Regions from separate parts of the Rattus norvegicus genome. Here region 1 is linked to region 2. The links are chromatin contacts, called in public Hi-C maps. All regions are on one chromosome and are shown on one strand. Each heading gives the region's core, a stretch centred on a gene start, on an enhancer-like site or on the middle of the called end of the contact. The rest is flanking DNA. Distances are from core to core; before and after follow the strand shown. Region 1 has its middle 150 kb from the start of Rnf144a. Region 2 has its middle 360 kb from the start of Rnf144a.

What was found. A called contact is a pair of places that touch in the nucleus more often than the background predicts.
Region 1: a Hi-C map of Schwann cells shows a contact between it and region 2, with 2.9 times the contacts expected there. The contact joins two enhancer-like sites. A contact is called at or near these places in 3 of 12 Hi-C or Micro-C datasets (the A7r5 cell line, Schwann cells and frontal cortex).

What each region holds. Positions count from the first base shown.
Region 1 is chr6:48,599,910-48,604,026 of GRCr8, reverse strand. No RefSeq gene overlaps it. Among named protein-coding and RNA genes, the nearest start is that of Rnf144a, 150 kb to the left of the region's middle. Within about 2 kb of position 1,351, at least 5 of the 93 cell types and tissues checked have an H3K27ac peak or open chromatin away from gene starts, as enhancers often do. A contact at or near this core is called in Schwann cells, where this site is marked.
Region 2 is chr6:48,390,982-48,395,055 of GRCr8, reverse strand. No RefSeq gene overlaps it. Among named protein-coding and RNA genes, the nearest start is that of Rnf144a, 360 kb to the left of the region's middle. Within about 2 kb of position 2,530, at least 9 of the 93 cell types and tissues checked have an H3K27ac peak or open chromatin away from gene starts, as enhancers often do. A contact at or near this core is called in Schwann cells, where this site is marked.

The DNA.
Region 1 (4,117 bases), core at 102-2,601, 210 kb before region 2:
TTTCCTTTTTTCTCCTCACAGCAACAAAACAGGGTTACTACTTTAATTCTACTCTGAATTCTTAACATGTATACACACAGTGATGGCTGCCAGCTCCCATAGAACCTAGATCATCTCTGCCCTAAAATGTGTACCATTAGAGATGAGTGACACTTACTGAGTGGACCGGGTTCTAAATAAAAGCTGAGCTTCATTTCCCATGAAGTTCCTGTGATAAAATACCCTGACAGAAGAAACTCAAGCAGGGAGAGATTCGTTTCAACTTGATGTTCTAGAGTGTAGTCCACCCTGTCTGAAAAGTCAGTGTAGTGCGTGCTCGAGGTAACTGGACACATCCAGCCAGGAAGCTGGGAGCAGGGAATGCATGCCTGTATGCAGCTCACTTTACCCCTTTCACACAGTCTTCAGATCTGTAGTGCGGCTCCTGCCACCCCAACTATCCCCCTCACTGCAAGTGTATCCTAAGGCTCAAGGATTCCTCAAAGAAAGGGAAGCGTCACAGGATGCTCGCCCAAAGAAGATTCCAGATCATGTCAAGCTGTCAACAAAAGAAAAAAAAACTGGAATGCAGAAACTATCATTTTGAAGGATTTTCCATAACCAACTGGACAGGGGGCCATCTTACTGTTCCTCCTATTTTCGAAACTCTAAGGTAAGGACTCCTCCGTCCTAAATTTAAAATCCAGCATTCATTGAAAATTAAGGTGAATTAAAAGAATCACAGAATTCCACTCCCAAACAGAAAACAAACAGAACATAGGCATTAAGGCTGAATGCCTGTGAATGTTATGGTTCATAGTGTTTTAAGGAAATCAGGGGACTGTGGCACTGTAAGTCCAATGGTGGCCTGGTAACCTCCAAGGAGACAGAAGAACAGAGGGTGCAACTCACCGTCCACTTGTGGCAGCTAGACAAGCAGGGCTCAGAAGTCCCTGCGTGGGAATTGCTGCCTGTGAGGGTGGTTTCTCTATAGAGCAGCATTCCCTCACACAGCCTGGTCTTGGCCTCCAAGGGTAGACACACAGCTGGGTTACCCAGCCCCTACTTCTCATGCTTCTCACTAGGAAGGGTTGCCTCTGTTTAACTTTTTCTGGAAGGTCAAATCTAAGGTTGGCTCCTTTAGGTCACGGAACTCCCTAGAGTGCTTTGCTTTCCAATCCTGAAAACACTTCCCATGAGTCCTCTCTTCTGCTTAGCCCTGGCCTCCGTTTGGCTTTGCTTGTTCAGCACAGCAGCGTTTATTCCCCACTAAATGAGTTCATTTCCCCTGACAGACATAGGAAATCTAAACACCTCCTGGACCCCATGGAGAATTTCCTTGGAGAAATCACCTGCTTTGTTCTCAACAGTAGGTGGCACTGTTGCTGTAGGAAACCCCACGGTTTCCAGGGCCCCGGCCAGCCGCGAGATATTTTTACCCAAAAGAGAAAAGGCCCAATGTGAAACAAAAACTTGGCAGAAGAAATTCCGAGAAGAATGCAAAGCTCCTAAAAAACTAAATTACCAGCAATTCCCTACTCACCGAACCCCAGCTTCACCAGCGGCCGTCCTCCATCCCACTCCAGGCCTTTTGGAAAAGGCAAGCAACCTGGCAATCCATAGCCGCTGATGACCCCTCCACTAAGTCAGCACAATTCTGACCCTTCCCACCAGGACCCGCATGTTGTTCCCACTCAGGATGACGTGAGACCAAATGCCCTCTTGTCCCCCTGGCTGTTGACCTCTGGGGAACAAAGGGGACCTTATTGTTGATGAGCTCTAGTCCAGAACTCCTGCCTCAGTTCTTCTGAGACCGACATTAGCAAGAAGCCCCTGTTCTAAATCTCGCAGAGTTCCAGCTGAGTCCAGGTGTGGGCAATGTGGCCAAGAGGCAAAGCTATTTTCTGTCAGGACCCCTGTGGCTTGCAAAGCCCAGTCACCTCTAGATTGACTCTTGGGATCCATAGCAATAGCATCTGAGCCACCTCTCAGGTCTCTGTTAACAGCACTGAATCCTGTGTGTTTATGCGTGTGCATGCGTGAGTGCGTGCGTGCGTGCGTGCGTGCATGCGTGTGTGTGTGTGTGTGTGTGTGTGTGGGTTTAATGGAAAGTTGGCACATCATGAAGTATATAAACGAAGAGAGTTTGGGGTGGACCGAAAGGCAGCATAGGTAGTAAACAGCATATTTAGATGAACACGTGGCCATAGAATTTAAGTGCATTATATATACGCCGTAAAGAGAGGAAGAGACATACCTAAGTTGGGAGAAGTTATCCTGGTTAGCTTTAATTGTCAACTTGACACAGTCTACAGTCATCTGAGAAGAAAGCTCCAATGAAAGAGGTGTCTCAATCAGATTGGTCTGTGGGCATATCTGTGGGGATGGTCTTACTGTGAGTTGATATGGGAGGCTCCAGTCCACTGTTGGCAGTACCGTCCCAAGCAGGTGGTCCCGTACTTATAAGAAAGCTTAGCTGAGTATAGGCCAGCCTGTGTGAGAGGCAGCCAGCAGAATCCTCTCTAGTTCTGTTGCATTTCCTTGGCTGTGAGGTGAGTTCCTTGGTCAGAGGTACCGCAAGCAGATCTGCCTCAAGTTCGATCCTTGACTTCGCTCACCAATGGACTGTGGTCTGGAGTTGTAAGCGGAAACAAACCTTTTCTTTTTCAAGTTGCTTTTGGTCAGAGTGTTTTGTCTCAGCAATAGGAAACCAGGCAGGCAATGTGATCATTTTATTGGGTGGAGCGGTGTCTCCGACAAGGTTAGCGATGAGTTGGGGTGGGGATCACAAATACTAGTTGATAGAACAGAGTGGTGGCTAATCTCGTCAACTTCAGATTTAGAATCACCATGGAAATGAACCTCTGGGCATGTGTAGGAGGGAGTCTCTAACTCTGAGTTCTACAGCCTGAATCCACAGGCTGGGGTGCTAGAGCAATTCAAAAGGACAAAGGGGACAGAGCATCAGTATTTCTGTCTCACTACTTCCTGATTGCCTGCAATGTGATTACCTCAAACCCCTGCTGCCGTGTTCTCACTACTGAATTGTACTGAGGAACAGCAAGGCAAAATAAACCCTTTGTTCCTTAAGTAGTCTTCTTTTTTCTTTTCTTTTCTTTCTTTTCTTTCTTCTTCCTCCCCCTCCCCCTCCCCCTCCTTCCTCCCCCCTCCTCCCCCTCCTTCCTCCCCCCTCCTCCCCCTCCTTCCTCCCCCCTCCTCCCCCTCCTTCCTCCCCCCTCCTCCCCCTCCTTCCTCCCCCCTCCTCCCCCTCCTTCCTCCCCCCTCCTCCCCCTCCCCCTCCTCCCCCTCCTTCCTCCTCCCCCCCCTCCTCCTCCTCCTCCTCCTCCTCCTCCTCCTCCTCCTCCTCCTCCTCCTCCTCCTCCTCCTCCTCCTCCTCCTCCTTCTTCTTCTTCTTCTTCTTCTTCTTCTTCTTCTTCTTCTTCTGTATTTTGTCCCAGCAACAGCAAAGTAACTAATACAAGTAGATTTAATGCCCATGCCATACTTCCTGAGGATGTACTATGCCTAAAGAGAAGGACCATTTTTTATTAAGGGGTGAGACATTACAATATTTGCTCACTGAAAAATGGGTTCTGGACACAGCAGGGAATTTGCACCATGCCCAGAACCTGCACTAGTTCAAGTCAATCAAATCCCATCATTTGTTGGGTAGGTGGCATGAAGTCCTACTCGTGGGTGAGGAGCTATGACAGGTGAAATCTGCTGGGAGAGTCAGTTCTCTTTAAGAGCGTGGTCCCTGCTAGGTCACACACCCTCCTGGAAGGCTGCTGTACCAAGAGTTTATGTGCAGCACAAATTGGACAGAGACAAATATACACCAAGTTGAGTGATCAAGAAAGGAAGGTAAATCTTGGAGGAACTGGAGAGGAGTAAGTCTAACCACCATACACGTGTCAAGTTCTCCAAGAGCGATACAATGTTTTAAGTTCTAGGTGCGAAGCTTTCTCAATGGGAAAAGTTACAGTTTTCCTGAGAGATGGAGGCAATATTATTGAATTGCACAAGCTCTAGAATTCCAGAGATTGAGTTTTGCTACTTGACCTAGACCTGTGTTAATTAGTGGGCTGGTCATTTGCTCCTCTAGGTGTTAACTTCCCTGCTGTGGGATTGAATTTAC
Region 2 (4,074 bases), core at 1,281-3,780:
AACCAATTTGTCTCACACACACACACACACACACACACACACACACACACACACACACACACACACACACCACAACAACAAAGAGAAGAGATGTAACCCTTTTGTATGATGTACAAATGACTCCAGTAGGTAAAAAAAACCTGAGGGCAGGGGGTGGTGGGGAGAAACTAAGTAAAGTTGAAGTGTGCAGAACTTCATGGGGAGCTACAGTGAACAATGAGTATAGAGAAAGTCAGAGCTGGCTTTTGCACAACCAGGCAGCCAGCTAGGAAAAAAGTAGTGGGTAAAGATACCCATAAAGACTTGGGGTTACAAAGTAAGAGAATGTGCTAGAAACAAACTAGATAGGCAGCAGCAGGGATTGGTGCCTCTCTTCCCAGGTGCTGAGAAGGGGCTCAGGATGTCATAGTTATTGTTGATGTTTTGTTTCTTTATGCATAGAGAGGACATGTTTAACTCAAGTGACCAGTTAGAGGAGTAACAACTATATAGTGTGAATTTGGAAAGCCTGCCCTTCTGAGGGAAGGTAAAGAGGATAGCTTCAAAAGGATTTTATATTCAGAGAAAATGGGGAATGAAAATCAGGGCACAAGGATTTGTTGACACGGTGCATTGGAAAGTTCTCACAAATGGGCATGTGTCATATTCCAGAATGAGGTGCAAGTTCTTGATGCTGAGTTTCAGATGGATGTCCTCCGATGAGCACAAGAATCATCATCGTTAGGCTCTGAAGGCAGACATAAGAGACCATCAGGCGACTGAGGGAACCTACAGCATCTCAGCTCCAAATCCTCCCTCTATGCTTGGCTTTGTGACTCTTGGGAAGGTTGGAGACAGGACACTTCCTCTTCTTCTCTGAGGTTCCTTGGTTAATTATGTCCATGATGCCACTGGGAGGCTTGGGGAAACCAAAAGATGGATTTGTCTGCTCTTGCGGGTGTGGGACACTATTGTCCTTTGAATGACTCGCTCAGAAATAGTCTTTCAACATTCTTTCTCCTTAGAAGTCATAATTCCACTACCACCACCACACATCCCTGTCACATAGAACCCTTTCTTCTGGCTTAGATACTACTCAGGTCCCCATCCCAGGTCCTGGGTTCTAGCTCTCCAAGAGCGATGTGTTCCTCGCCCCATCTTTGTCCAGAGTCCCCCATACCTAGGGTTGAGCATTCATTCCTGCTGCTGTAGGATGCCATTCTTTCTACATTCAAGCTACCATTCTCCAACATGAATTTCATTCATTCTGTTTGAATTTTACTGATAAAATGAGGTACAGTCCCAAGAGAAATGCAGGCATGGCTCTTCTGGGGTGTTTCAACATTGTAAGGACACCAAGAGCATTTCAAGAGAGGGGACATCTGCTATGATGAACATGTGGTCTTCAGCTCCTCTGAAGGAGGAGAGGTAACAGCTCTCTGATTCCTTTCTCCTCTTGAACCCCAACCTTTCAGGTTGAGATTTGTAAGTAAAGCCTGGAAGTGGTAGGTAGCAACTCCAGAGAAGGATGGAGACAGAGGCTAACTAGAACCCCCTGGAGATAGCTGAGGATAGACAGGACCTCCATTCAGTCATACTGTGGAGTTTGATGACTTTGTGAACAGGAAAACTGTATGCATTTCTTTTTGATAAAAAGAAACCTGATTACACACACACACACACACACACACACACGGAAGGAGGGAGGGAGGGAGGGAGAGAGAGAGAGAGAGAGAGAGAGAGAGAGAGAGAGAGAGAGAGAACAAAACCCCCCCAAATGCACAGAGGCCTGCTTTGGTTTTGGGGTAGAAACAGAAGCAAGACTAACCCACCAAGCAGGCTGCAAAGTGTAGAAAAGTCAAAGTGTGACAGTAAGAGAACTTGTTTTGATGGGGACATGTCTCAGGGGTTCCTCTACTGCCCAAAAGGAATGTCCTGCTTGGCCCAGAGTCTGCTCAGGTGCTCTTGGGAACCAGAAACCTGGAGTAGAGGATGTAAGCATAGCTCCTTGGGTCCTGCTGTTGTTGGACCTGGGAACTCTAGCAGGTTTCAGTTTTACCCTTTCCTAGGATGCTTTTGATGTAGTTAATATGGAGTTTTAAAATGCTAAGAACTGCAAATGAAAGCAAGACCAGTCAATGCTCTGTGCTGGTCCTGTGTTATCAAGAAAGGAGCCTGGACCCCAAGCTTGTTTGGAGGACTGCCCAGAGGACAAGGGAAGCCAAGGAGAGAAGGAAGTGGTACCCAGAGACAGGAAGGGAGGCTCCACTATAGGTTCACACCCCAAGTGATGCTTTGGGTCCCAGCCTCACAGTGCAATGTTACGGGTGTGAAGCTAGAGCAGGTGTCCTACAGAGGACCCACCGTGTGGATAGGAGGGGAGTAGCGAAGTGGGGTTCAGGAAATGCCATCTGTTCTTCAGTAGTCCTGTCACCACTGGGGCTGGGGCTATCTGAGTGGCTTCCAGCCACTGGCTCTTGCCATCCTGAGCCTCTGGCGGCTGCGCCCTCTCCGGAACTGTCTTACTCTTCTGACTCTGAAGGCCTTATTGATTGCTCAAAGTGAACCCTCAGCCCACGGCTTCCTCCACCCCGGGGCAGCCTGCATTTCCTCTGACGTGGTCTGTGTCTTCTCCCTTCCCCCAGCGCCCTGGGCTTTTTACATTTCAAATATTTGACAGCTGGGTGAACTTCTGCTTCCGCCCAAAGAAGGACTCTTTGCAGTTCACAATGGCCGGCCAGTGGCGCAGGGGCAACTGTCGCTCCAGCTGTGAGAGAGGCCTTTGCAAATGCTCGGGAGAAGCTGCTGTCCAGCTGCGCGCCTCGCCCTCTGGCAGCGGGCTGCATTTTAATCAACCGGCTCTCACTCTCTGGGAGAAGGACTCATTTGTGGGGCTGGAGCAGATGGCCCCCGCCCCCAGCGCCCCAAGATCCTCAGGCCTTCCGCTCCGGCAGGTGAGGCCTGGTGATGTCAACGCAGGTGTGGACTGGAGGTCCCAGCTCCAATCCAGACACCCAGCGCCTATGTTAGCACTGCCTGTGTTAGGCTCACAGCTCCCTAGAGTGCACTGTATAGAACACATAGCCCTGGGTCCATAATACTAGAAGTTGGAATCCTGTAGATAATGAGAAGACAGTGCCAGACTTGATGAGAGGTGTACTGGGCAGGTACCACCATTCTACCTGCAATCAGACCATTTGAACTAACTGTTTCTTGGACATCCCAGTGTGTCCCCAGAGAGATCAGTGCACCTCCATCCCTGTGTGTGGAAAACTCTGTGAATATCATGCGTGTCCCTGCCTGTAGATAGATATCATATCCATCTCCTCACTGCTAGGCTGGGCTGTCCAGCCTTGCAGTCCAGTTGGACAGCTATGACATTCTCTGTGGAGTTTTGTCTGCCTTAAAAGGGTGTTCAGGAAATGCCAGGTGCCTTGATTTCATTTATTCCCCTCAATACCAGATGGTTCTAATCCCTGTTTTTATCCAAGGAGGCAGGGCACAGGGATTTCCCAGTGTGGACGGTGCTGCTGAGCCATGCTTAGTGCCAGGTAGTCTGCCTCTTCACCCCTTCACCCCTCCACCCTTCACCCCTCTACCCCTTCACACCCACTGTTGTGCATATGTGTCTGAGCTGTGCCCATGCCCCGAGTGTCTGATGAAAATTTCTGTTGGGACTGGACCCTGATATTCTTCATGTTAGAGGTCCCTACATAGTGTAGCTGTGCATCTGTGCAACATCAAAAGGAACTACCATGTCCTGATCATCTACCTTGACTCCTGAGTGAACGCTCTCTTCCTGGTCACTCATCCGTCTCACTTTACCCTCCTTGCCAAGTCGACTCCTGATAGTTTGGTTGTGATGGATAGTAGGAGGGTAAAATTAACCCAAGTTCCTGCTGCCTAGGTGGCTACTTGCATTGATCTAGTTCACAGTCCGCCTCCACGGTTGACCTCTTCCAGGCCCAGTGGACTTGCATTCAATTCTCACCTCTACCTTCTCCTCTTCTCTAGAATGATGTGTCCATGGGTAATATCACAGTCAACACAGTTCAGCAGAGCCACCACAGATTGACTTGAAGAAATTTAAACATA